Regions from separate parts of the Mus musculus genome. Here regions 2, 3, 4 and 5 are each linked to region 1. Evidence: chromatin contacts called from public promoter capture Hi-C data. All regions are on one chromosome and are shown on one strand. Each heading gives the region's core, a stretch centred on a gene start, on an enhancer-like site or on the middle of the called end of the contact. The rest is flanking DNA. Distances are from core to core; before and after follow the strand shown. Region 1 holds the start of Znrf3 (zinc and ring finger 3). Region 2 holds the start of Osm (oncostatin M). Region 3 holds the start of Sf3a1 (splicing factor 3a, subunit 1). Region 4 holds the start of Purb (purine rich element binding protein B). Region 5 holds the start of Dusp18 (dual specificity phosphatase 18).

What was found. Promoter capture Hi-C pulls out the DNA fragments that hold promoters and counts their contacts.
Region 2: a contact with region 1 is called in a promoter capture Hi-C map of embryonic stem cells, with 4 times the contacts expected there. The contact joins the promoter of Osm here to the promoter of Znrf3 in region 1.
Region 3: a promoter capture Hi-C map of pre-B cells shows a contact between it and region 1, with 5 times the contacts expected there. The contact joins the promoter of Sf3a1 here to the promoter of Znrf3 in region 1. A contact is called at or near these places in 2 of 39 promoter capture datasets (liver and pre-B cells) and 1 of 115 datasets of contacts at active chromatin or transcription factors (pro-B cells).
Region 4: a contact with region 1 is called in a promoter capture Hi-C map of cranial neural crest. The contact joins the promoter of Purb here to the promoter of Znrf3 in region 1.
Region 5: a promoter capture Hi-C map of liver shows a contact between it and region 1, with 3 times the contacts expected there. The contact joins the promoter of Dusp18 here to the promoter of Znrf3 in region 1. A contact is called at or near these places in 2 of 39 promoter capture datasets (both in liver) and 1 of 9 other capture datasets (adipose tissue).

What each region holds. Positions count from the first base shown.
Region 1 is chr11:5,441,651-5,446,386 of GRCm38.p6, forward strand. Znrf3 (zinc and ring finger 3) reads right to left here and starts at 3,197. Exons shown (of 9, transcript NM_001080924.2): 1 at 2,738-3,197. The coding sequence starts at 3,028.
Region 2 is chr11:4,233,552-4,238,363 of GRCm38.p6, forward strand. It overlaps Osm (oncostatin M), which reads left to right and starts at 3,234. Exons shown (of 3, transcript NM_001013365.2): 1 at 3,234-3,362. The coding sequence starts at 3,332.
Region 3 is chr11:4,157,918-4,162,816 of GRCm38.p6, forward strand. It overlaps Sf3a1 (splicing factor 3a, subunit 1), which reads left to right and starts at 2,437. Exons shown (of 16, transcript NM_026175.5): 1 at 2,437-2,633; 2 at 3,129-3,250. The coding sequence starts at 2,571. Ccdc157 (coiled-coil domain containing 157) reads right to left here and starts at 2,376. Exons shown (of 12, transcript NM_001164620.1): 1 at 2,242-2,376.
Region 4 is chr11:6,473,261-6,478,162 of GRCm38.p6, forward strand. Purb (purine rich element binding protein B) reads right to left here and starts at 2,816. Exons shown (of 1, transcript NM_011221.3): 1 at 1-2,816. The coding sequence starts at 2,626. The coding sequence ends at 1,652.
Region 5 is chr11:3,893,402-3,898,012 of GRCm38.p6, forward strand. Dusp18 (dual specificity phosphatase 18) reads left to right here and starts at 1,839. Exons shown (of 2, transcript NM_173745.5): 1 at 1,839-2,116; 2 at 3,542-4,611. The coding sequence starts at 3,611. The coding sequence ends at 4,177. 4921536K21Rik (RIKEN cDNA 4921536K21 gene) reads right to left here and starts at 1,725. Exons shown (of 3, transcript NM_026150.3): 1 at 1,439-1,725. The coding sequence starts at 1,686.

The DNA.
Region 1 (4,736 bases), core at 1,947-4,446:
ATAATTAATTTACACCTACAATACACACATCCCAAAGTCTGAACTACTAATCCCACTCCTCAACAAGCACACACAGCCAGGCTTCCTCCTACCCTAACCCATGATAAATACTCAACAGGTCCTTGGGCTGACCAGACTATGATAAGTAATCTATTGTGTGTGTGTGTACATACACACACACACACACACACACACACACACACACACACACATTCATTGGCAAGTAACAGGAAAAAAAGTCAGTACTACAAAATATTTCTTATAATTTTTAAAGTGAAACATTCAAACAGCTTTTTTCCTCTCTTCCCAATTAAGAACAATATTGCTATAGAATCACACTGAGAATAAAAGCAATGTTACCTACATACTACTATTTAGTTCTAGTTATCAGAAAATAAACAGAAGACCATAAAACGTTCATTAAAGGGCAAAACATGAAGTTTTTCAGGTGATAAAACAAAAGGTGGTTTTTAAAAGTTCAATGAGTACTTAGAAAACATGATTAATCTGAAATTAAAGACTGGCTTTGTTTCTTCTACACTTTTATTACACATGCTCTCATTATATTCCCTCTCAGCAATCCTAAAACATTGGCTTTCCTTACAAAACTTATTCCAGAGCTGGTAGGCAGGAGCTACAAGAGTTCCTTTAGTCTGGCAGTATTCACAGAACAAATAAAAGCATGCCGGTCTGTGTGTACACACACAGCTCTGAAAGCCACACTGTGCTTGTCTGGACACATGGATGACCACAACAAAGTTATTAAAGCTATGGAGTGTACCAATGACAAACTATCTCTTCAGGGAGTTCAGATAAGCCCACCAATATCACTGCAGTTATAAAGGAATTAAGGACATCATTAGTGATTGCTTAACAGGTAAACTTATTAAATACCATTTAAGTCATTTTTCTCCCCTTAGTGACTGTTGACTTAATTTGAAAGGGAGGTGCGAGTCTAGTAGACTACAAAAGAATTAGATAAGCACTTCAAAAACTTCTCAAGAGAACAGAGTCCTGCCAAACTCACACATTATCTCTCTACTTGTCAGGATAAAATAGTTACAAATGGTGTGTTTAAACTGCTAATTTTGTATTAAATAGTGAACCCAAGAATATCTGCAAAGCACAGCATTATGCATAATGAATAGCTCCCCAGACAAACTACCACAGAGAATGGCTCAAGTTTAAACACTGCAGATAAAAATCTCAAACTTCAAAAGTCTCCTTCAAAAAGTGAAGTGCCACGTTAAAACATACTCCCCTCAGCTGCAACCCCCACCCTCAAGGCTGTAAATCAAACATTTCTAAAGCCATCAGGGCACAGGGAAAGCCTCAAAGAACGACAAGGACTCACAAGAAGCAAGACTTAAAATTCAAACTCTTCTTAAAGCCTGCAATAGAGTTGTTTAGGTATCTTCAGCCAAGCATCCTCTCTAAAGCTTGTATATTAATGACAGTAACAATAACATGGGGGGGGGGAGAACAGCACCGTTAGCAACATCTGTAGTCACAGAAATTGGTCAAACATGTATTTCGCTTTCTATAGATAAGAATAAGAGCACCACAAAACAATGCTTTCTAATCACAGCCATAGGGTCCTCCTCCAGCTTTGGAAAGACACACACCTTTAAGGAGCTACACCGTATTGGCCCGTGTCCCATCAACTCAAAGCTCTGCGTGCAGCTTCACCCTCCTGTCTACACTCGGAGCTGCTCTGAAGTCATCCCACACAGTCCCTTTTCTCTTCATAATTCACCCAAGAGCAAAGCACCGGAGATCCAAACTATAGGCCTCTAAAGTTCCAAAAGATTCAAAGACGAGCCAACCGTATCAGATCACTCCTACCAGAGGTGCGCCTAACAACCATAAGTGCGCTGCCCTGGAACATGGTAGTGGATAAAAACCATCGTCGAGGGAGCGGGAAATCTATGCAGCTATCCATCCGCTGAGGCTTCGACTGAGAGTCCCTCCTCAAAGACTGGGGACAGCTCAAAGCTCTCCCTAGCCAGCCTCCTTTGGGACGCAGCCCTCTTTCATTTGGAGCAAGGTGGAGGCCCTGTCAGTGAGAGACCCTGGCTCGGGTTTGCAGGCCTCTTCGGTATTAGTCCTTGACCCAGGGGCGAGCCTGCGGTCTTTCTCATCCCCTGTAATCTGAGGCACGGCCACGACAGTGCTCTGCCAATTCCCACTCCTCAGCCAGCTCCGCCTGCTCCCTTCCTGCTGCTGCCCGTCCAGAGCCCTGCCAGAGGGTTGGTGTCTAGGTAAGGCTGCCAGTAGATTTCAGCAAAAATAACCTGAAGATGTGCACCCCGGCAACTGGGTCGCTCCGAAAACGGAGCAAACGTGGATGGAAAAGCAAAGCCTGCGACCTCTAAGAAGTCGCTCCATCCTTCAACTTGTCTCGCCTTTGCAAAGTTGGCATTCAACAGGTAGTTCCCGGGACTTTCACCTGAGGGAGAAAAACGTCCCGCCAACTCAAGAGTGCCGCCCAGGCGCCCATGCCCAGCTCAGCGTCCCCACCCCCACCCCGGCGCGGTGCACCCACCGGAGGCCGAGCCCCCACGTGCGCTCGCCTCAGCCGCCGTGCCCCGGAGGCCCCGTCCCGCCCGCCTGGGAGGGATGCCGCCGGGCTCCGCGCCTCCCCCCCGCCCGCCCGCCCGCTAGCCCGCGGCGGGGTCGGCGGGCGCAGCCCCCGGAGCCATCTTGTGGCGGCGGAGCGCGGGGCCCGGGTGGCTACCTGCACGATCTCGCCCTCGGCGCTGAGCATGGCCCCGGCCCGCGAGAAGCGGCCCGTGAGGCCGGTGGTGTGGGTGGTATAGTCGCCGCTCGGGCTCGACTCGAACAGCACCACCTCCACGAACGCCGTCTCCTTGGCCCGCGCCGCGCCGGGCCCCGCGGCCGCCAGCAGCAGCCCGAGAAGCAGCGGCAGCGGCGGCGGCGGCGGCAGGCGACGACCGCGGGGGCCGCGGCGGAGGCGGCGGCGGCGGCGGCCCGGGGCCCCTGGGCGCCCGCCCGAGCGTGGCCTCATGGTCCTGCGGCGGGAGGGCGCGGAGGGCGGGCGCGGCCGGGCATAGTCGCGGGCCGGCGGAGGACCGAGCGCGGGCGGTCGCCTCACAGCACCATCGCGGCGGCGGCGGCTTTGTGGGTCGCAGGCTCTGCTCCGCTCCCCCGGCCGTCGCGCCGCGGCCCTTTCATCTGCTCCACGTGAGGGGTTATCCCCGCCCCCGCAGCGTCGTGACCCGCTCTCCCCTCCCTCCCCGCGCTCGGCCGCGGCCACCTCCGAGGGGAGCGGGTAGGCGGGGCGGGCGCGCCTGCGGCGAGAGGCGGGGCCCAGAGGCCTCGCCCGCCCCGCCCAATCGACTGAGTCCCGCCCCGACTCCGTTCTTAGCCACGCCCCTCCACCCTTGCTCCGCCCAGGTAGTCTTTTTCGGTCACGCCCCTTCCTCTTAGCCACGCCCCCTGGTCTGTACTCCGCCCTCCGCGGCAGACATTTCTCTTGGCAGTTGCTGGAGTACGGGGAGAGTAAGATCCTCAACCTGTTCCCGGGCGGTTTCGCCCCCTCGGCGCACCCTGCTTTGGTGCCGCAATTAGAGTCATTGGGGCGTCAAAGGCCTCGTCCTTCCGTCCAAGGATGCTTCATCCGCAGCTCCGGCACTGCTGGCCACCCGCACTCGGTGCTCGCGCCCTACCACCTCCAGGGACCGCGAAAGGCCCCGGGCGGTCAGTGGCAGTTTGCAACCCGCCGGGACACGTCCAGTTCTTACGTGGGTGTCACATAGACAGTTACCCTCAACTAAAGGAGTGAGGACAGGTGGCGGAGAACTTGAAGAAGTTATCTAGATTCTAATGGAGTTCATCTTTCCGCAGCCCTGGAGACCGTCTCCAACACTCCCTTCAAATCTCACCATGTGCAGAAGGGCGGAAGAGTCAACACGCTTAATGCACAGACTTCTGGTTGCCAAACATACCAAAGACACGTGCTCCGAACCCAGACGTCCCCAGTCACCCAGAAGATAAACTTTTAATTCTCTTCCCCTTTTTGGAACAGGATTTTTCCTTTCTCAGCAAATCTATGAGACTCACAATCCTCCTTTAAAAGCCACATTCAATTTCTACTTCCTCAGTCGTCTTCCCTCCCTGACCTGAATGGCTTTGTTTAAATATTTGCAAATATTTGGTTAGGGTGATCTGCTTCTACTTGCTACCACACCCAAAATATTAAGACAAAAAGAAAAGTCATTGAGTGTTTCCTTGAGTAATCAGCGCATCGAGGTTACAGTTTAAACTGAAAAGGAATGTTTTGCCAATGTGTTGAATAGAAAATACAATTGAAAAGAAATTCACAGAACTGTGTTACTGTGTTTGGACCACCCAAAGCTTTGGCACAGAAGGTAACTGACAAAGCTAGAGTCATTAGTTTCCCCCAAGCCAAGCTTAATCAGTACTGACTGCTCGGGAGCACTGTCATTTCCAAGGATTGTGACTTTACCCACTAAGGCACAGTCCAGTCTTTTTTTTTGTTTTGTTTTGTTTTTTTTTTGTTTGTTTGTCTTTTCGAGACAGGGTTTCTCTGTGTAGCCCTGGCTGTCCTAGATCTCACTTTGTAGACCAGGCTGGCCTCTAACTCAGAAATCTGCCTGCCTCTGCCTCCCGAGTGCTGGGATTAAAGGCGTGTGCCACCACACCTGGCACAGTCCAGTCTTTAAGGGGAAAGCAATTATTATAGCCATGCATAG
Region 2 (4,812 bases), core at 1,984-4,483, 1.2 Mb before region 1:
ATACCCCCACACCCTATGTATACACAGATACCATAATAATGCACCATATGCACTATATATAAATGCTATATAGACACACACATCTACACACCACCTCCACCACACACACATCAGATGAACACACACATACACCATATCCACATACCAAATCCACCACACATAACATACACACACACATATGTGTACATACCCCCATACCCTATGTATATACACATACCATATGCACCATATATAGACTCCATATATACACACATATTCACATACAACATACATACATACATACATACATACATACATACACACTCTTTATACAAAGGTAGAGAGTAATAGAGGAAGACACTTTACTCTGCTTAACTATGACCTCTGGCATCTGCATGTACAACAGGAGTATATGCACTTCCCCTCATAAATACATACCCACCCGTATATCACATAAAAAGAATTCAGGAAACTGAGTGGTGGTTGTGGTGGTGGATACCTTTAATCCCAGCACATGGGAGGCAGAAACGGGCAGATCTTTGAGTTGAAGGACAGCCTCTTCTCTAGAGCGAGTTCCAGGACAGCTAAAGCTACACAGAGAAATCCTGTCTCAGAAAGAAAAAAACAAGGAAAATAAAAACAAAGAGATCAGGGGACAGAAAATGCAGAAGGGGGTGAATGGTTATATAAAGGCACAGTGGAAATTTGGCCACCTATAAGCCAAGAAGCAGCCACGTGGGGTAGCACATTCCAATGATCCCAAGATGGGGAACGCAAGGCAAGAGGACTGAGAATCTAAAGCCACTCTGGGTTGCAGTGTGAGCTGGAGGTCAGCCTGGGATACACAGATGAGAACAGGCCTGAGTAAATCAACAGCAAAGGAGAGGTACCTGGGAGCATCCAGCCCCAGAGATAGCCTACTCAAATGTCTAGCCTGTACAATGGTAGGAAATACATTGTGTCCTTGTCAAGGCTGCACAGCTTGTGGCCCCCATATCAGAGGACTCATTAACTGTGTGCGGGAGGGGGGTGAAAATAGAAACCAGGAAGAAATGGGCTCCTCCGGAAGGAAGGCAGACATGCTCCTTTTGAGATTCCCCAATAACACCATGTTTTACATGATCTGCCATCTAGGGAAGGATGCTGTCTACAGGAGGCCCTGTGGAGGTTCCATGCACACACCACACAATTTTTAGAAGGGTCTGCGGCTTCTGCAGATTTTGGTGTCTTTGGGCAGAGGCCCTCCCATTTTGATAGTTCCGGGAAATAAATATGCACACAAGCCTTGCTCTTGACCTTAGTCCCAGTGGCCTGTCCAGCACAACCCTCTGGCCCCCAGCTAAGACATGCCTTCAGACACCAGGTAAATAAATGCACGCTCTTCCTTTCTTCCTCTCCTTTTCTGTAGTAGGAGGAAACCCTCAGGGTGTTAAGCTCTGAGGCTAGGCGCTGGCCTAGGTTGACGTGGCAGCCCCTTTGACTTTATTTAATTGAATTTATTCCCTTTGACTTTATTTAATTGAATTTATTTATTTATTTATTTGAGACTGTATGCCCAGCTCCTGATTTTGCTTTGAGATCAGTCCCCTTGTCTATCCCAGGCTGGCCTCTGATGCACAGTCCTGTCTCAGCCTCTAGAGAAATAGAGATTACAAATGTGTACCACGCCATCCGGCTCTGGACACCTCCCCCAACTGTGCAGGTGTCCTCCAACAGGGCAAGTCACCCCTTGGCACCTTTATTCTAAACAGAGGAGGTAGTGTATGGTCCATGGGAGAGAGGAAGGAACAACTGAGGTGAAGGAGGGTCTCTTGCCAACATATGGGTTCCGAGAAGCACGACATAACACTCTCCGGCTAGATCTGGGGCTGCTTGGAGCTTCCCTCTGTCTCCTTATCACAGTGAGAGCTTGAGTGTAGGGGTATAGGGACTGTCCCAGGATGACATCACGGATATGAAATGCAGAAGGATCCCTGACCAGGGCCCTAGGGAACAGCACCCTGGAGTGGGCAGAGGTAAGAAATTCAGTAGGAGGAAATGAAGACTTCAGAAGGATCTAGTCTAGACTGTACTGGGGAGTTGCTAACAAGGGGGACACTCTGCTAGGTGCAGAGAATATGTGGATGGGGGCACAGTCGCCTCCTGGATAGGGAGTGGGGGGGTTGTTGAATGAATATATGAGGGCCAACAGCAGGTACAGCCTAAGGATGCTCATTCTAGCTTGGCAGATGTGCTGTGGCTTCCAAGCATGGCCTGTGGATCTGGCTCAGCCTGGGCCTCAGTCCCTCAGTGCGGAGAAGCAGAAGACCCACCCATGATGGATCGCTATCTTTCAGAGAAAGTGAAACCTTGTGTCCAACTGTCGCAGCTCCCCCACCCCTCCCTCCAGCTTCCCCTCTGAGCTCACAGCTTCCCGGTCTCCCCCGCCCCCTCCATCCCATCCCCTGAAAACCAGTACTTGGAATTCAAGCCTAGTCTTTTCTTTTTTCTTCAAAGGCTTTTTTGCCTTTTATGTCCATGTTGGCAGTGACCTTGAGGGGTGAACCAAGGAGTGCTTTTCTCTCTCGCTTTCTCAGGTGGGGCTCAAAGTAGCTGAGTGACTTGCCTCAGACAACACAGCGACACAGCGTGTCACAAGCTTTGAACCCGTTCTCTAATTTCTCTTGCTCCAAGGGTCCTAAAGGACCCTGTCTACAGAGAGAGGATCTGGGATTGGGAAGGCTGGGCGAGGACAGTTAATAGAGACAATGGAAATGAGTTGGGCTAGAAGATGCTGACCTGGGATTAGAGGCACAATCTTTGGGGCCCAAGTCTGGCTCTGTGCCCAGAGCCTGGTGGTTTCCGCTCACAGATGTCCCGACAGCCCAAGCGAGAGGGTGGGAAGGGCACTCAACAAGGAAGATGTCTGGCTCCCTTTAGCCCTAAACCTTCGTGTCCTAGGAGGTTGGTAGTTTCTGGACCAGGGGTGGCCTCCCTTGCAAGTCGTGCTCTGACCCCTGGACTGATCCCTGAAGATGATACGGACCCCCGTGCTGCCCGCTCACCCCAAGAAGGCTGAGGCTGCGGTTTACATCATCCTTGGGCGTGGGGCTGACCTCGAAGAACGAATTCGAAGAAAACGGGAGGAGGAGCGGGCATGTCATGGCGCATGGCGCCCATTGGCCGCCTGGGGAGACTTTGGTTTTTGGGGTCATGTTCCCAGAAGGCCTGCCCTTCCCCCTCCCCCTCCCCACCCACCTCACGAGATGTTGGCCAATCGCCCCGTCGGGCATAAAGTGGCTGCCAGCCTGCAGGACACCCAGCCAAGCTGTGTCACCCCTGAGAGGCACGGGCCAGAGTACCAGGACCCAGTATGCAGACACGGCTTCTAAGAACACTGCTCAGTAAGTACTTCCTTCCTTTCTACCATCCCAGGGCGCAGCTGGGCCAACTGGCTGCTGTAGGCACCCTCTGCCCTTGGGAGCTGTAGATCAAGTGAAGGATGTGGACGAGAGGGAGAACTAGTAGGGCAGGGATCCACTGAGACCCCAGCATAGCCACAGGTGGAAACGTAGTATTTCTGGAAGGTATTCCAGAGGGAGGCGTGAGAGAGACCATGCCGGGGACCAGGGCATGAGGGAAGAGGAGAAAGAGTGAGAAGAGTCTGGAGAAGCCCAAGGCAGGTAGGGGATGAGCAGAGAAGGAAGTTCCAGATCTGCGCGGAAATGGAGCAAGGGGCTCACTTCTTGCTCTGATTCAATTCTCGGGGTCTGGGGCAGATGCAAAGTCAGCCAAGCCAGAGGTCCTTAGATCATCCCGCCACTCATACAGCCACACCCACACGGGGACAGGCAAGCAGAGCCATCTATGTGGGAACAGGTCCTCCCTCTCAGTAAGGTAGGAAGTCTCACCTGCAGACCAGAACCCCCGGTGACCGGGGCAGGTACTGCAGTGCCTCACCTAGGTCTACGGGCACACCCCCACAGGCACTGGTCCATGTGCACCTGTTACAAGCTCGCTGTGGACCCTCACTGGCAGTGTAGCTGCAGACACGGGGGAAGATGGGGAGGGGACTTGTGGTTGGCACGCCTGGGCTACAGGCCCTCCCCAGGGGCGAGGGGGTGGGGTGGGGTGGGGCTGGTTGGTTTGTAGGAAGGGAAGGATGGTGTCGTAGCCTTCCGGGCCATTGCACCACAGGCCCCTTCCGACCACGTGGCTGCCGGTGCCTGTGAGGGTGGGGGCCTGCGAGCTGGAACTATGATCATCTGCCCTCACCCCTACAACCTTCTCCTGGGCTCCCAGCAGTCCTGGTGTGTGCGTGTGTTAGGGGTTCGTGTGTCGGTGGCAGGAAGGGCAGGGCGAGTGCTGAGCATGGGTGACCTGGACAGGCTTTCCTCTCGCATCTTGCTCACCTTTCAGCAGAATGGCCGTCAGCACTGGCTGGCCCAGTGAGTGGAGAGGTGCTTTTTCTGGCTCTGTGAAAAGAGCTTAGGTGACCTGCTGCCCTGGGGCTGCACCTCAGGACAGACCCCTGGTCAACTCTATTCTGCCTACAGGGAATGTTAAGGTCTATAAAGTAGTCAGGAACTTAACCTGTCAGTCTTAGGACAGAGCTAACCCTTGTATGAGGCCAGATATCTTATAGAGGACTCTCTTGTCTGTTCGTTATGCCATAAAGTCAGGACAGGGATGCTGGAGGCTACAACCCAACCTCTCCCCGAAGAGCTGCAGGGAAATTGCAGCCACCACCATCTCCTTCACCCTGTTTGGTTTATGGTGGAAGGTGGTAGCCCCAGTGAGTGCTTCTGTGCAAACCCAGACCCTACTGTGTGCCCAGCTCCTCCCCTGGGCTGG
Region 3 (4,899 bases), core at 1,187-3,686, 1.3 Mb before region 1:
TTTCCTTCTCTCTGTTCAAACCTCAAGTCCCCCTTTCTCAAGCAACTGCTGCCACATCTGCAGTCCATGCCAGCCTGCCCACTGAGATTCAGTCACCACTAAGAAAACATTTTGAAACTCTAAAACCACCTACATGGCGATTTCCAGTCTCTGACTGTCTTACTTAATGCTTTACTGCTGTAAAGAGAAAACGTGACCAAGGCAACTCTTATAAGGATGATATTTAATTGGAGCTGGCTTACAGGTTCAGAGGTTCAGTCCAGTATCATCAAGGGAGGAGCATGGCAGAGTCTAGGCAGATGTGGGTTGGAGGAGCTTAGAGTTCCACTTCGTTTTCCAAAGGCAGCTGGCAGAAGACTGGCTTCCAAGGGGCTAGAAGGGGTAATAAAGCCCATACCCACAGTGGCACACCTAATCTAACAAGGCAGCACCTATTCCATCCAACAAGGCCACACATACCTCTTAATAGTGCCACTCCCTGGGCAAAGCATATACAAACCACCACATTCCACTCCCTGGCCCCCATAGGCTTGTTCAAACATATGAGGCTATGGGGGCCATACCTAAACACAGCATCATGCAAAATACATTTAGTCCAACATCAAAGGTTCCCATACTCTATAGCAGCCTCAGCAATGTTCAAAAAAATTCCAGGGGCTGGAGAGATGGCTCAGCGGTTAAGAGCACTGACTGCTCTTCAAGAGGTCCTGAGTTCAATTCTCAGCAACCACGTGGTGGCTCACAACCATCTGTAATGGGATCCAATGCCCTCTTCTGGTGTGTCTGAAGACAGTGCACTCATATAAATAAAAATAAATAAATAAAGTCTCTTCTAAGATTCAAGCAGTCTCTTAACTGTAATCCCATATAAAGTCAAAAATACTGGGACCAAAGCAAGACAGAAAACCAGCTGGGCAAACTCCAAAGTCCATGTCTCCACATCCAATGTCAAAGCGCTCTTCAGATCGTCAGCTCCTTTCATCCTTGCCGACTGCTGTTGGCAGATCTGGCAGTCAGCAGCAGCAGACTTCATTCTCCTGGGCTGGTCCCACTCCCTGCTAGCAGTTTTCCTTGGCAGGTATCTCATGACTCTGGCATCTCTAACATCTTGGGGTCTCCAAGGCAACTTCAACTTTACAGCTTCTTAATCTAACTTTTATTCCAATGTCTGGGATCCACACATGATCTTTTGGGGATCCTCTAAAGGGCTGGCATCACTTCTCCAGCTCTGCCCTCTGAAGCACTCTAGGCTCTGCTTGACTCCAGCCAACTGCTGCTGCTGTTCCTGGTTATCATCTTATCGTACTGGCATCTCCAATACACTGGGGTCTACCACTGCAACTAGGCTTCACCAAGAGCCTCTCATAGGCTCTCTTCATGGGGCAAGCCTCAACTCCTTTGCATGACCCCTTCAGTCCTGGGCCATCAACTGTAACTGTAACTGCACCTTCACCAATGGCCTTCCCTGGCCTCTCACGGTGCCAAGCCTCAGCTGCTCTTCATGACACCTTCATGCCTTCAAACTAATACTGCCTGGGTAACTCTTACACACTGCCAAGTACAGCTGCAGCAACAACCATGGCTATCTCTGGAACACAGCTTCTTTGTGCTCTCAGAAAACACTTCCCAGAAGATTTCACCTCAGTGATGCTGGTCTCGTCTTAATCACTAATTTCTTAGCTCCAGCTAACCAGCATCAACTGTCCCAGCAATCCCTTCTACTCTAGACTCTAAAGCCAGAGCCACACAGCCAAATTCTGCTTCCTGTGGCTGGAACCTGATCCCCTTTATTATCTTACCAGCTTTCTGTTTTTCAACTCCCTCACTGCCTAAGCTTGGCTATCCTGAAACTTGCTCAGGAAATTGACTTTGAACTCAGAGATCTGCATGGCTTTGTCTCTTGGGATTAAAGATATGTACCACTACGCCTGAATTATGCTTTTCTTCATCTAGAACTTGCTCTGTCCCAGGCTGGCCTTGAACTCAGATCTGCTTCGTTTTTTGTCTCCTGGAATTAAAGGTGTTAGCACCATGTCCTGGACTCTGTAAGGAGGGATGCAGAGGAGGTGGTGCTGAACCAAAAAATGGGGCTAAAGGTGTAGTAAGTGGGACTCTATGGCATCTTCAAAATGCCAGGCCAAACAGGAAAGAAACAGGGGCGAGGGGTGGGGCGCTGAGGGGGCGAGGAACCGGCCAGAGTCAGGAGGGAAGTTCAGAGTCAGAGGATGTGGAATGGCTTACCTGTCTCCGGCGTCGCAGCCTCAGCTCTGTGTCTGTCTGGCTCACAGAACTTCCTCCAGAGCGTCTGAGGCTCCGAGAATGCCTCGCAACTCTAAGTTGGGAGCCCAGGCCGCTGCCTTGGCAACGGCGTACCGCGCCACGGAGCAGGCGGGGCGGGGCTGGAAGTGCGAAACGGCGAGAGGGCGGGACCGGAAGTGCTCCCGCGGCTTCTCTCTCTGGGTCGCCGCCATCTTGTCATTGAGTTGGATACTTCGTGTGGTGATCTTTAATCTTGTCGTCGCACCGGTTGTCGCCACCGAGGTGGACTGGCAGCCCTGAGCGTCGCAGTCATGCAGGCCGGACCCGTGCAGGCGGTACCCCCGCCGCCGCCAGTAGCCACTGAGTCCAAACAGGTATCGTGCCCCGCGCTCCCTGCCTGCAGGCCTGCTGGAGGCCTCGTTCCTCCCCTCCGCGCGGGCGCTGTGGCACTGCTGCTGGAAGCTCAGGCCACCCCGAAGGACATGGAGGGACTGCAAGTCCCAGGAGTCAGCGCGCTGAGTTGCCTTCTGGTCTCGAAAAAGATATCCCTAGAACCGGACTTTTCAAAACCAGCATGCGGACCTGCACCCCCGGCTTCCTCTGGGGTCTTATGTGAACCACGAAGCCTCCATTCAAAAAGAGGAGAGCTAAGCAAATCATTCTTTCCCCTAGATTAGGAATGGCTGCGTAAATACAGTATGGCTAAGGAAACTTGCCCTGTTTTGTTTTTAACTGCGTCCTCGGATGCTAACCCAAGAGAGTCTGCAGTCTACAGGACAGACGTTCCTGTCAGTATCATGGAGCGTTTATGATAGCCTAATCCGAGCCGGGGACTTGAAGCCCTTACTACCTTTTCTCTGTTTTCACAGCCAATTGAAGAAGAAGCATCGTCAAAGGAGGATCCCACCCCTTCCAAGCCAGTGGTCGGCATTATTTACCCTCCCCCGGAGGTCAGGAACATCGTCGACAAGACTGCCAGTTTTGTGGCCAGGTAACAGCTGCTTCTGCACAGAGGGAACTTGTAGTATAAAGGTCTTTTAAAGCAGCACAGGGGCATCATGGGGAGTTCTAGAGGCTCTGGCTTAGACTCCTTACTTCTTCCAAAACCACAGGAGAGCAATGAGGTAGGTGATAGATAGGACTGGTATGGTTGACATACCACAACAGTAATCGCAGTGAAAGCCATGCCTAGCTGTGTAGTCACTAGGAGTTTCTGCTTCCAAAACAAGTCTGTGGAAATTCCTGGTAGCTTCTTTGTGGCTGCTGATGTGCATATGCTGTGTTAACCTGAAGAAAGAAAAAGAAGAGTTGATTATTCTCATTGTGAAAGGACGACTTTCCCAGAGCCTCAGCTGAATCCAGAGCAAGCTGTTCAGCATGTTAGCTAGTTTCCAGGCAAGGTGAACATTGGTCAGGATTCCTCAACCTCCTCATCCCACATACTTCTGCACCCTTGGATGGAATCTTCTAAGGGCCACTTGACTTCCAACGGTCAACACATCTCCTGGCTTAGGGCACTTATAGAGTATTCTTTTGGCAGCCAGCATCATTATCCAGTCTGCAGATGTTTAGTTTGTCCTTAGAATCCTTAAAAGAGAAAAATCCTATTACCACACTTAGAAATGAGGTGATTTCACAGTCAGTCTGAATTTCTGGCTTTTCCTGAACCAGGCTGCTTCTTACATGGCAGAGCTTCTTGGCCTTGAAGTGTGTACAGGACGTGTGTTGTCCAGGACCCACACTTTGTCACTCCCTTTAGCGAGCATCCCTACCACCTTGAATCATTTAATACTGTTTTGTTCCCACCTTCCTAATGAAGTGACACATCAAAAGAGATTCTGATTGGTAAATTGTACTGTGCACACCGTGAGAGTTCAGATCACTTTGCAGACTTTAATTAATTTGGATTTTCACTGAAAAGATGCCTCACGATAGGGCATTGAGTGTTGTGTGTGATTGGCTAATATTTAATAATAACCCTAATGCCTTCCCCCCTCTCTCCTGTGATGCTAATAATTGGGGAAAGGCTGTTGCATAATGAAGAAGAGCAATCTTACTGTGAGGACAACCCCTGTCAGCTGTTGTCACCATTAGCTGTTTCCTTCTGACCATGGCATCCTTTTTAGATACAGTAATAGCAACACAAGTACTGTCATGTCTTGATTTTCTTTGCATGCTAAATTGGAAACATTTCCTAATTTTTAGTTTCCCTCATGCTGCATGCTTTCTATGGAAAGGTTGCAGTGTCCAGGCTATGTGTTTTCTTTTGAGACGGTTTCCAGTGTTTCCACTTGGTCAGTGAAGCTGTAAGAGGAGTTTGCACACTGTCTTTCCCTTATAGAAGGCTTCTTCTTTTTTGTTGTTGTTGTTGTGTTTGTTTGTTTGTTTGTTTGTTTTTCAAGACAGGGTTTCTCTGTGTAGCCCTGGCTGTCCTGGAACTCATTCTATAGACCAGGCTGGCCTCGAACTCAGAAATCCGCCTGCCTCTGCCTCCTGAGTGCTGGGATTAAAGGCGTGTGCCACCATGCCCGGCTAGAAGTTTTCTTTAGAAGGAACTCTGTGTGAAACAGTAACGGCTAAGAGAGCATTGAAAGCTTCAGGGATTGGGGAGACACCTCAGTTCAGTCAGGTGTTGAGTAC
Region 4 (4,902 bases), core at 1,566-4,065, 1.0 Mb after region 1:
GATACCTGAAAAACTTTGGAAAGAACATTAGCTCCCATTCAATTCAAAGTTGCCTAGGTCTATGACATTTCTAGGAATACCTTTTGATGGGGTGGGATTAACTTGATTAGAAAAATCATTTATACTGAAAATCCATTTAAAATATAGAAGAGGCGATCCTTGAAAACCCCAACTTTTATTCTTGAAAGACAGCTGGATAAACCGGCAAGTGCCAGTTTGTTGAAATTTCAAGATGGTATAAAAATGCTTCCAGGATAGAGTCAGCATTCGCGTTCACTTCAGTCCATTCACAAATGGATTCAGCTTCTACCGGGTGCAACGCTTGAATCATTCATCCATCATTTGCCAACTTTGATTGTGAGGTACTGAATAAGATGGATCAAGTTCTTAAAAATTTATTTTAAAAGAATAAATGATGCTGGAATTCTGGACCTGAGGATCGTCAGTATTTCAATAAATCCACAGATTAAACTGAAGGTAAATTAAGACTTCAGTTCTGTTATTTCCAACTTCTCTGTGAGGATGTCTATTTCATTAAAGCTCAGGCTTGTAGCCACACTGTTCCTTTTTTGCAGATAGTCAAGTTTTAAGGTTTAAAATGCAGCCAGCCAGTGGCTGTAACAGCCGAATTAGCCATAATTCTCTGGTTCATACGGTGGAGCCACTGGGATTCAGCTCCCACTCATGCTAAGCCATTTCTTGGTAAAGACCTCCATACTTAAGAGATCAAGGGAAGAACTTTAATGAGCAGCAACCAATCCACTCAAACAGTCCACTTTGTGCTTTATGCCTGACTTCTTGTGCCCACCTCAGCAATCCCCATTGTAAAAATGCTTTTGTTTTTGAAAAAAAAAATTGCCAACTTTTAAACTATTTTAGTAATGGATTCTAGTTCAAGCTTTGATCTCTGAATTCATTTGCATCCCGGAAAACAATTCTGCAAAGAAAAGACAGGGGCCTTGGTCCAGGTTCCATGCAAAACCATTTTTTTTAAATGGATCTAATTTTCGAATTCTCCAATGGCTTCTTGAATTCTTCTCTTGCCCTGTCCATGATTGTGTAAAGTTGCATTCCTTTTCATAAACCTGTACCCTCAGAACTGGGTAACTGCAAAAGGCCTCTTTCTTCTCAAAGATTCCACTAAGACCTAGATCCAAAATGCTGATTTCGATGGAGGTGAAGGGATAGATGCTGATAGTAGTGAGGCCTGGAGGGATCCTAAGACCAGATTACCCAGGAAGAACACAAATTCAGCTATTCCCAATGCATGAGTCTGGGTAACCCAGGTGTGGTTTTGGTCCCAGACGCTCGAAGATCTATCTATCCCTTCCAGTGTTTTCCTGATGAATTTCCGAACCTCGGTTTTAAACAACAGAAGCTGAGACTCTTGCGCAGGTGAGGAGATGCTGCTCCTCTTTGCAGGTTGCTGGCAGTTCCTTGGAACTTAACTGCTTTTCTCTAATTGTCTGTGACTGTTTTCTTATGGTTATTTCTCTTAACTATATTATTTTATTTTTTTTTTTGTTTTCTTCGTCTGCGGCCTCCCCTGATCCCTCTCCACTAGCTCACTGGGGACGAGAAGGAAAGGGCGCTCTCTAGCCAAGGGGATGGTGGTGGGGTTGGGGGAGGCCGGTACGGGAAGCTGCCTGCTTCAATCCTCATCCACTTCCTCACCCTCCGACTCGTCGCCGCCACCGCTGCCCCCGCCGCGTCGCTCGTAAAGCTTATCCCTCTGTCGCTCCTGGATCTCTTTCATTTCATCTGCATACCGACAGAAGGCGCCTCCAAACTTGCCCCAGGCCTTGAAGGGCACGGTGATGGCATTGCGGTAGGACGGCTTCACCTCGCTCACTCGCAGGAACACCCCGTACTTGTTGCAGCCGACGTCGAAGAAGAAGCGCTTCGAGTCCACGGTGATGGAGGTGCCCTCCGGGAGCTCTCCGTACAGGCCGCCCCCGGGGCCGCCGGCGCCGCCTCCCGGGCCGCCGGCCAGCTCGTCCTCGTCGCCCCCGTAGTCGTCGATGAGCTTGGCGAGCGCGTCGCGGAACTCGATGAGGCCCTGCGCGGGCAGCGCGATGGTCTGGCCGCTCTGCAGGCCGCCGGGCCCGGGCCCCCCGCCGAAGCCGCCGCCGCCGCGGTTCACCGTCTGGCGGATGCGCAGGAAGCGGCCGCGCTGGTTCTCCTTGAGGTCCAGGTAGTACTTGCGGTTCTCGCGCACCAGGAACTCGCTCTTGAGCGCGCGGCGCGGCCCGCCGCCCTCCTCGGCGCCCGCCGCCAGCTGCTCGGGGCTGCTGGGACCCAGCTGCGCGTAGTGCTCGATGAAGTCGCCCAGCGAGTCGCGGAACTCGGCGGCCACCGCCATCGACAGCGTGAGGCGGCTCTTGGAGCCGCCCGCGCCCACCTCGGCGATCTTGAGGAAGCGGCCCTTGGCGTTCTGCTTCACGTCCAGGTAGAAGCGCTTGTTCTGGATGTCCAGCCGCTTCGAGGCCAGCTCCTGCGTCTCCTGCTCGCCGCCCGGCCCGCCACCGCCGCCGCCGCCGCCGCGGGGCGCGGGCTGGAAGCCGCCGGGCCCGCCGCCGCCGCCGCCGCCACCGCCGCGCTCGCTGCCGCTGTCGCCGTCCGCCATCTTCTCGGCCGCCGCCTCGCCGCCGCCGCCCGCTGCGCTCGCGCCCCCGCCCTCCGCCCTGCGGCTCGCGCTCCGGGGCCCCCCAGCCTCGCCCGCCGGCTCCTCACGCGCGCCCGCCGCTCATCGCCGGTCGCCGCCGCCCCCCATCGCCTCCGCGCCCCGCCCCCGCGGCTTCCGTGCGGCACGGCCCGCTTCCGGCGCGCGCCTCCCGTGACGTCACTCCGCCCCGCCCGCCGCCGCCTCCCGGCCGGAAGACCCACACACACCACGCCGGCGGGGCGCAGAGGTGACGTCGCTGGCCGCGCCGGCAAGGCGTTCTGCGGCTACCCCGGGCGAGCCTATGTTTCTGTCCGCTGGTTTTGGGGTCCTCTTTCTTGATGCTTTACTGACGCTCCCGGTTTCAGAGGGTTTAGTGTGTGACTAGATGACTCTGTTGCTTTGGGGCTGTGGGAAGGCAGAACGTTTTGCCGAGAAGCACATGAATTATTCAACAGTGGAGCCAATCACCTCCTGGCGCCTGGGAAAGCAGAGAGACAGGAAAGGGCCAGGGGCTAGGGATCTTTCCAGAGCATACCCCAGTAACCTGTTTTCTCCAGTGAGATCCTACTTCTCACTAATGCTACTAGATTATTAATCCTCAGGGACGAGTACACTGATTAAGTCGGACTCCTAACGATTGGATCTAGCAATCCTTCAGTAAATAAGCCCGTGTTTCTAAAACAAAGAAACCAGAATACCATCTTATTTTATAAACTCCCTGAATGGAGTTCACACAAATAACTTTTGGGTTTTTTTTTTTTTTACAATTGGGTGTTTTTAATGATAGGATCTCACTAAGCTATATTGGCTTAAACTTGAGTTCTTGCATCAGTTTAATATTCGTTAACCAGGTTCCTCTAAAGTGTTGTTTTTTTTTTTTTAAAGATTTATTTATTATTATATGTAAGTACACTGAAGCTGTCTTCAGACACACCAGAAGAGGGAGTCAGATCTTGTTACGGATGGTTGTGAGCCACCATGTGGTTGCTGGGATTTGAACTCTGGACCTTCAGTCGGGTGCTCTTACCCACTGAGCCATCTCTCCAGCCCTAAAGTGTTTTAAATTTGTTTCTGTGTGGCTATACATGTACGTGTATGTGGAGGCCGGAAATAGAGTGTTTGTGTTACTCTCCACCGTATTTTTTGTGAGTGGGTCTCTGGCTGAACTTAGAGCTCACTGAATTGATCTAAACTGGCTGTCAGTGAGCCCTAGGGATCCCCCACCCCCACCCCCTGCTGCACCCTGCTCTTTTATGCAGCTGCTAGGTTTTCAAGCTTGTGTCTTAATGCTTGTGTGATGAGCAGTTAACCGCCCCTCTAGCCTGTATTCTGCCTGATGGGCCAGCTTTGTTATTTTGTTTCCGCTGAAATTTCATTTGCATCTAAGCCTAGAGTCTTCTCTTGTAATTTTTTAGTAAGGACATATTTTTGAGTGGTTTTATGGTTTGATTTTTAAGTATAGGACTATGTTTATCTGAAATATATCATGATGTCTGGGATGAAGTAAAGAATCTAAGGAATTTCCTTCAAATGACTAACCCATTGTCCCAGTACTATGTATTGGGTAATCCTTGGAGGATAGATGTTAACAGGTGGAGATAGGGTAGGTTATTTTGGGCAGAGGAACATATGTCTCCAGATGGTGAGTTGTGCAGTTTGGCTGGGGCCTAGGGTCTGTGAACAGTGGAACTGGGCGCAGCTGTTCTCTGGTGGCTAGGAGAGATCCTTGATTCAGTGGACAGGGGCCACCATAAACTGTATAAACAGGAGTCATTTTCTAGTTTTGTACTTTTTTTTAAAAGATTTATTTATTTATTATATGTAAGTACTCTGTAGCTGTCTTCAGACACACCAGAAGAGGGCATCAGGTCTCATTACAGGTGGTTGTGAGCCACCATGTGTTTACTGGGGATTTGAACTCAGGACTTTGGAAGGGCAGTCAATGCTCTTATCCACTGAGCCATCTCACCAGCTCCCTAGTTTTGTACTTCAAGAAAGTGACCCAGGGCAAAGGAGAGTGTGGGTGGTCTACAGTGAGACCCAGCACAAACTCTTGATTATAAGCAGTGACTATGTTGTAAAACAGGCCCACATTTTCAGACTCTTAGTGGCTGGGCAGTGCTGGTTGGGGAGTGGGGAGACTGTGGTCTTTGGGTCAGAATATTACAACTATATGGAGACAAGAGGGAAAAAAAAAAGTAGGTGGTAATTGGAGCTGAGGGCTCTGGTGATCAGAG
Region 5 (4,611 bases), core at 589-3,088, 1.5 Mb before region 1:
ACAGTGCCCTACATCCTCCCACACCAGTCATTAGGAAACTGCTCCCCAGACACGCCCACAGGCCATCAGCTGTAGACAATTCCCCAAAAGATGTTCCTTCATCCCAGGTAAAACTAGTAGTTTTAAATTGACAAAAACTAGCCAGCACAGTGATTGGTTTGCTGCTCCGACTTCTGTTTGGTTTGTTGTTGTTGATGTTGCTTAGTTTATTTTACTTTTGAAATGATTGGCAAACCACTCTAAAGGAAACCAGGGAAATGACATACGTGCTGGTGAAGTATTTCTGAATACAGATTCCCAAACAAACAATAGCAAAAAGGGAAGAACCACACATGAATTGACTGAAACAGAAATGGCTGTCTGATACACACAGGAACAGAAGGAATACAAATAACAACTTATACTAAACTCAGTCTCTATTGGTTAGCACATCAGAATAAGATCATCATAAAATACATTCATAGTCAGACAAAACAAAAACAAAACAAAAACAAAAAAACAGAAAACACCACCACCACCAAACCCAACAAACAAAAAGATGTATATTTTGTGACAAGGTCTCGTGTATCCAGGCTGGCCTAGAACTCCCTCTTGAACTGAGAGTGACCTTGAATTTCCAATCCTCCTGCCTCCAGCACCTGAGTGCTTGATTACAATCGTGTGCAACCACGTTCAGTTAAGAAGAAAACAAAGCACCTTTAGGGGGATTCTAATAACGTTCTCCAGTTCATTTTCCTATGAGTTAGGAACAACTGTGGTCAGGCTGTGCTTGCTAATACAAAGGAACGAACATTGAAAGCTACCCAGTTCCACTTTTCTGGTTTTTATGCAGGATGACTCAACATACCCAGGTGCGGATGGGAAGACAGAGTCAACGGTCAGGAATTTACACACAAGTCTAAGTCCTATTTTCAACCAAAAAGAGACTAAATATTTAAAGACCCTCTTTACTTAGTGATGCACCAAATTTATCAAGTAATAAATACTGGTCATTTTTGAAACAAATTGTGTTTCCATAATAAATCCTCTGTAGGACTTGTTACATCCTTGGCTGATGCCGGTTGAAGAAGGGGGACAGGATTGGAGTCAAACATTGGGGAACTGAAGGCTTTTCAAGGACGCTGGAGAATGGGAAGGCCTGGAGTTGCCAAGTCGATTGGAGCCTGAGACCAATTGCAGACGTCAAGCCTACACTACGCCAGGGTCAGGATTCATTCGGAAGGCTAGAAACGGGACAGTGCCTTCGGCCCAGAAAACGGGCTTCTGAAGGTCCTACGGGTTGGCCTGAGTCTGAAAAATCCTGCGATCGGAGACATTGCTGCGATCAGAGGAACATCTAAGGGCGGAGGTTGGGGGGGGGACACGGCTGGAACAAAGTGAGTCGGATTCCCTTACGGGGTCCCGGGTCTGACAACTGCTTTGTATACCCGAGCCACACCTGAATAACAACTTGGGGAGTGGGGACCGCGGCCGCAGGAAGTAGATCTGTGGTTGGACGTGGAGGCCAAGATCCGGCTGGCTGTCCAGTCTCTCGCGCCGGAAGTTCGAACCAGAAGCGGTAGTCTCTTCGGTACCTTTCCTGTAATCCGAGCCCAAGTCCCATTTGACTGAAGGCCTTCTGGGCTGTGTAGCGGTCTCTGACTGGCTAGAGAGCGACTCAGGAAAGCTAGCAAGACCTAAAACCATGGTGGAAAGACACGCGGTCGCAGAGCAACTATCTACACTGGAGTGCGTTGCCTGGGAGACAACCGGCAAGCAGACCGCGTGACAGTCTTTAGGCGTTCTTTGTGAGGCTCTGTTGGGCGTGTTGCCTAGGAGACGAAGGGTGAGTGGGCGGGGCGTGCAGGCGGTGGGTGTAGCAATGGTCCTTCTGGCTACTTGGCGCATTTCTGTGAAGACAGGCAGCCCACCCAGCTTTTCCCAAACGCCTGGGAACTGCGTAGTCCTTCGAGGTACAGAATCAGTCGCGGGGTCCCCCTAAGCCCCGAACTGCCCATTGTTCCGCGAGGAGAAGCCGTTGCTACCAAGGTCCGGAATCATGAAGGGCCCTCTCTTTCTTGGAGAGGGTCGTCCGCGGCTCTGCCCTGAAAGATTTCGGGGGCACTGAGGGAAGGAGGTAAGATTGTTTGAGTCTTGTCACCACGTAGAGAGGCCAAGCTTCCTAGGCTTGTTGTGGCACCTTCCACTCATCTACTTGTGGACTCTGTTCCACGTTTATAACCCAGAATTTAACCAGCGCCCCACCTATATTTGCCAACTTTCTCCAGAAAGTGTAATCCACCAGAAATATCAGCCTTCAGAACTTGCTGTCTAATGATGAACAAAACTGGTTTTCCTCGAGTCTCAGGTTTCACGGCTACAAATTAACTAGATGCCAAAAGCCTGGTTGGTTGTAAAATGTAAAAAATGGAGATGACGTTTCTGTTTCCTCTCCTCCCCTCTCCCCCCCCCTCCCCCTCCCCCTCTTGAAACTCTTGAAAGAGTTCCAGTAGTCTGGTCAGGAACACCACATCTTGCTTCAGCTTCCAGGTCTGCTCTACCATGTCCTACTGTCTGTGATCGCTTCTTACTATCTTTGCAACTCTATAACAAATGCCTTTATTTGTCATTCCCACAAGCTTTGCATTTTAACTTTACCTCTGAAGGGACTGAAGAGAGCAGAAACAAAACCAAATGTCACTTGGAAGTCACATTCCTTGGAAGGCAGGAACAGGGAGACAGAACAGTGGAAAAATAACTGATTGGCCTGAGGTTACCTGAATGACTTTTCATTCTGAGAGGATAAGTTAGGCCATGACCTTATGCTAGCTGAAACTGGCCTGCCTGGGAAATCCTGATTTCTCAAAGGTTAATTTTAAGAAAACAGCTTTGTTTCTGTGACAAGGAAAAAATTAAATCAAAACAAACAAACAAAAAACCCTGTAGTTTGTTTCCTCAGCTCTTTGTTGGGGGGCAGGACCCATAAAGCAAGGGCCCCACCTTTCTCTTCTACCTCCTGAATGCTGCAGTTCCAGGTGACCATCACCAAGGCTCTTTTCTACTTGCTCTCAGTTGACTTTGAGGTCATTAATGTTGGAAGTCACACAGCTGAGCAGAGAACATGAGTTTCCACTAGCTGTGCTGTATGTAGATGACACCAGTCATGTGTGCTGAAAACAGCTAGACTTGCTGGCTGGTTATGAGAAGATGGAAAGACTTGGCATATCACTTTCCCTCTTGTCACCTTTAACCTTTGGGTCCAGTTCTACTTAACGTAATCGGAACATATCCACCCTAATGTTCTTTCAGTGGCTTCTACTCCCTCAGCTCCTAACCACCCTCTTTCTCCTGAAACCACCCCAGTAGACCTAAGGCCCGTCCCTTCCATTGTTCACGGTCTCTCTGGCCATGGCTGGCCCCCTTCCTCTGTGTGAAAAGACCCCCAGCACTTGGGCAACAGTTCTGGCTCAGTGATGTGAATGTTGGTGTAATCACTGAGTTCTCTGCTGTGCTTCTCGATTGATGGGTTCTTGCCCTCCAAACTTCCTCCTCCGTCCTGCAGGTTTCAGTGGGCACAGCCTAGCAGAAAGATGCAAGCTTAATACGGCACGGACTGTCGACTTCCACTTTGATGACTTCACCGTGGAGTGCCTTCCCAGTTCAGATCCCCCAGCCTTCGATCAGAGGCCTCTCGCAGATCACCAAGAGCCTGTTTATCAGCAATGGTGTGGCTGCCAACAACAAGCTCCTACTGTCCAGCAATCAGATCACCACAGTCATCAACGTCTCAGTAGAGGTAGCAAACACCTTCTACGAGGATATCCAGTATGTGCAGGTGCCTGTGGTCGATGCGCCCGTCGCACGCCTCTCCAATTTCTTCGATTCCGTTGCCGACCGTATCCATTCGGTGGAGATGCAGAAGGGCCGCACACTGTTGCATTGTGCTGCTGGGGTGAGCCGCTCAGCTGCGCTGTGCCTCGCCTACCTCATGAAGTACCATGCCATGTCCCTTGTAGATGCCCACACTTGGACCAAGTCATGCAGGCCCATCATCCGGCCCAACAGTGGCTTTTGGGAGCAGCTCATCCATTACGAGTTGCAGCTCTTTGGCAAGAATACAATGCAGATGATGGACTCGCCAATGGGACGGATCCCAGACATCTACGAGAAGGAGACCCGTTTGATGATCCCACTGTAAGCCAGCCCACCAGTAACTCCAGTACACCAAGGTCTGAACTTGAACTTCGACTTTTGTTGCTGCAGGAGCACAGCAGATGGTGCTTTTCATGACGCCAGAAAAAGTGTTGCTATAGCATTTAACCTCGCAGTCCAGCCAGGTTTGGTGGTGCATGCCTGTAACCTCAGATTGCTGAAGCAGAAAGATTACAAGGTGAGTTTGAGGCCAGCCTAGGCTACATATGAGACCCTATCTCAAAAACAAAATCAAGAACAGAAATTCCCAACAATTACTATCTTGTCATCTGTGCTTTCAGAGAGTACATTCATTTCTTATAATATAGTGAAGGTAACTTTTCTGTGAGTGGTAGGGTGGAGCTGGCAGATGGTGCTGGGTCATAGGAACCAGTGCCCAGTGCATATGGCAAGCTGGGGTTCCTGCAGCCCTCCCGGAGA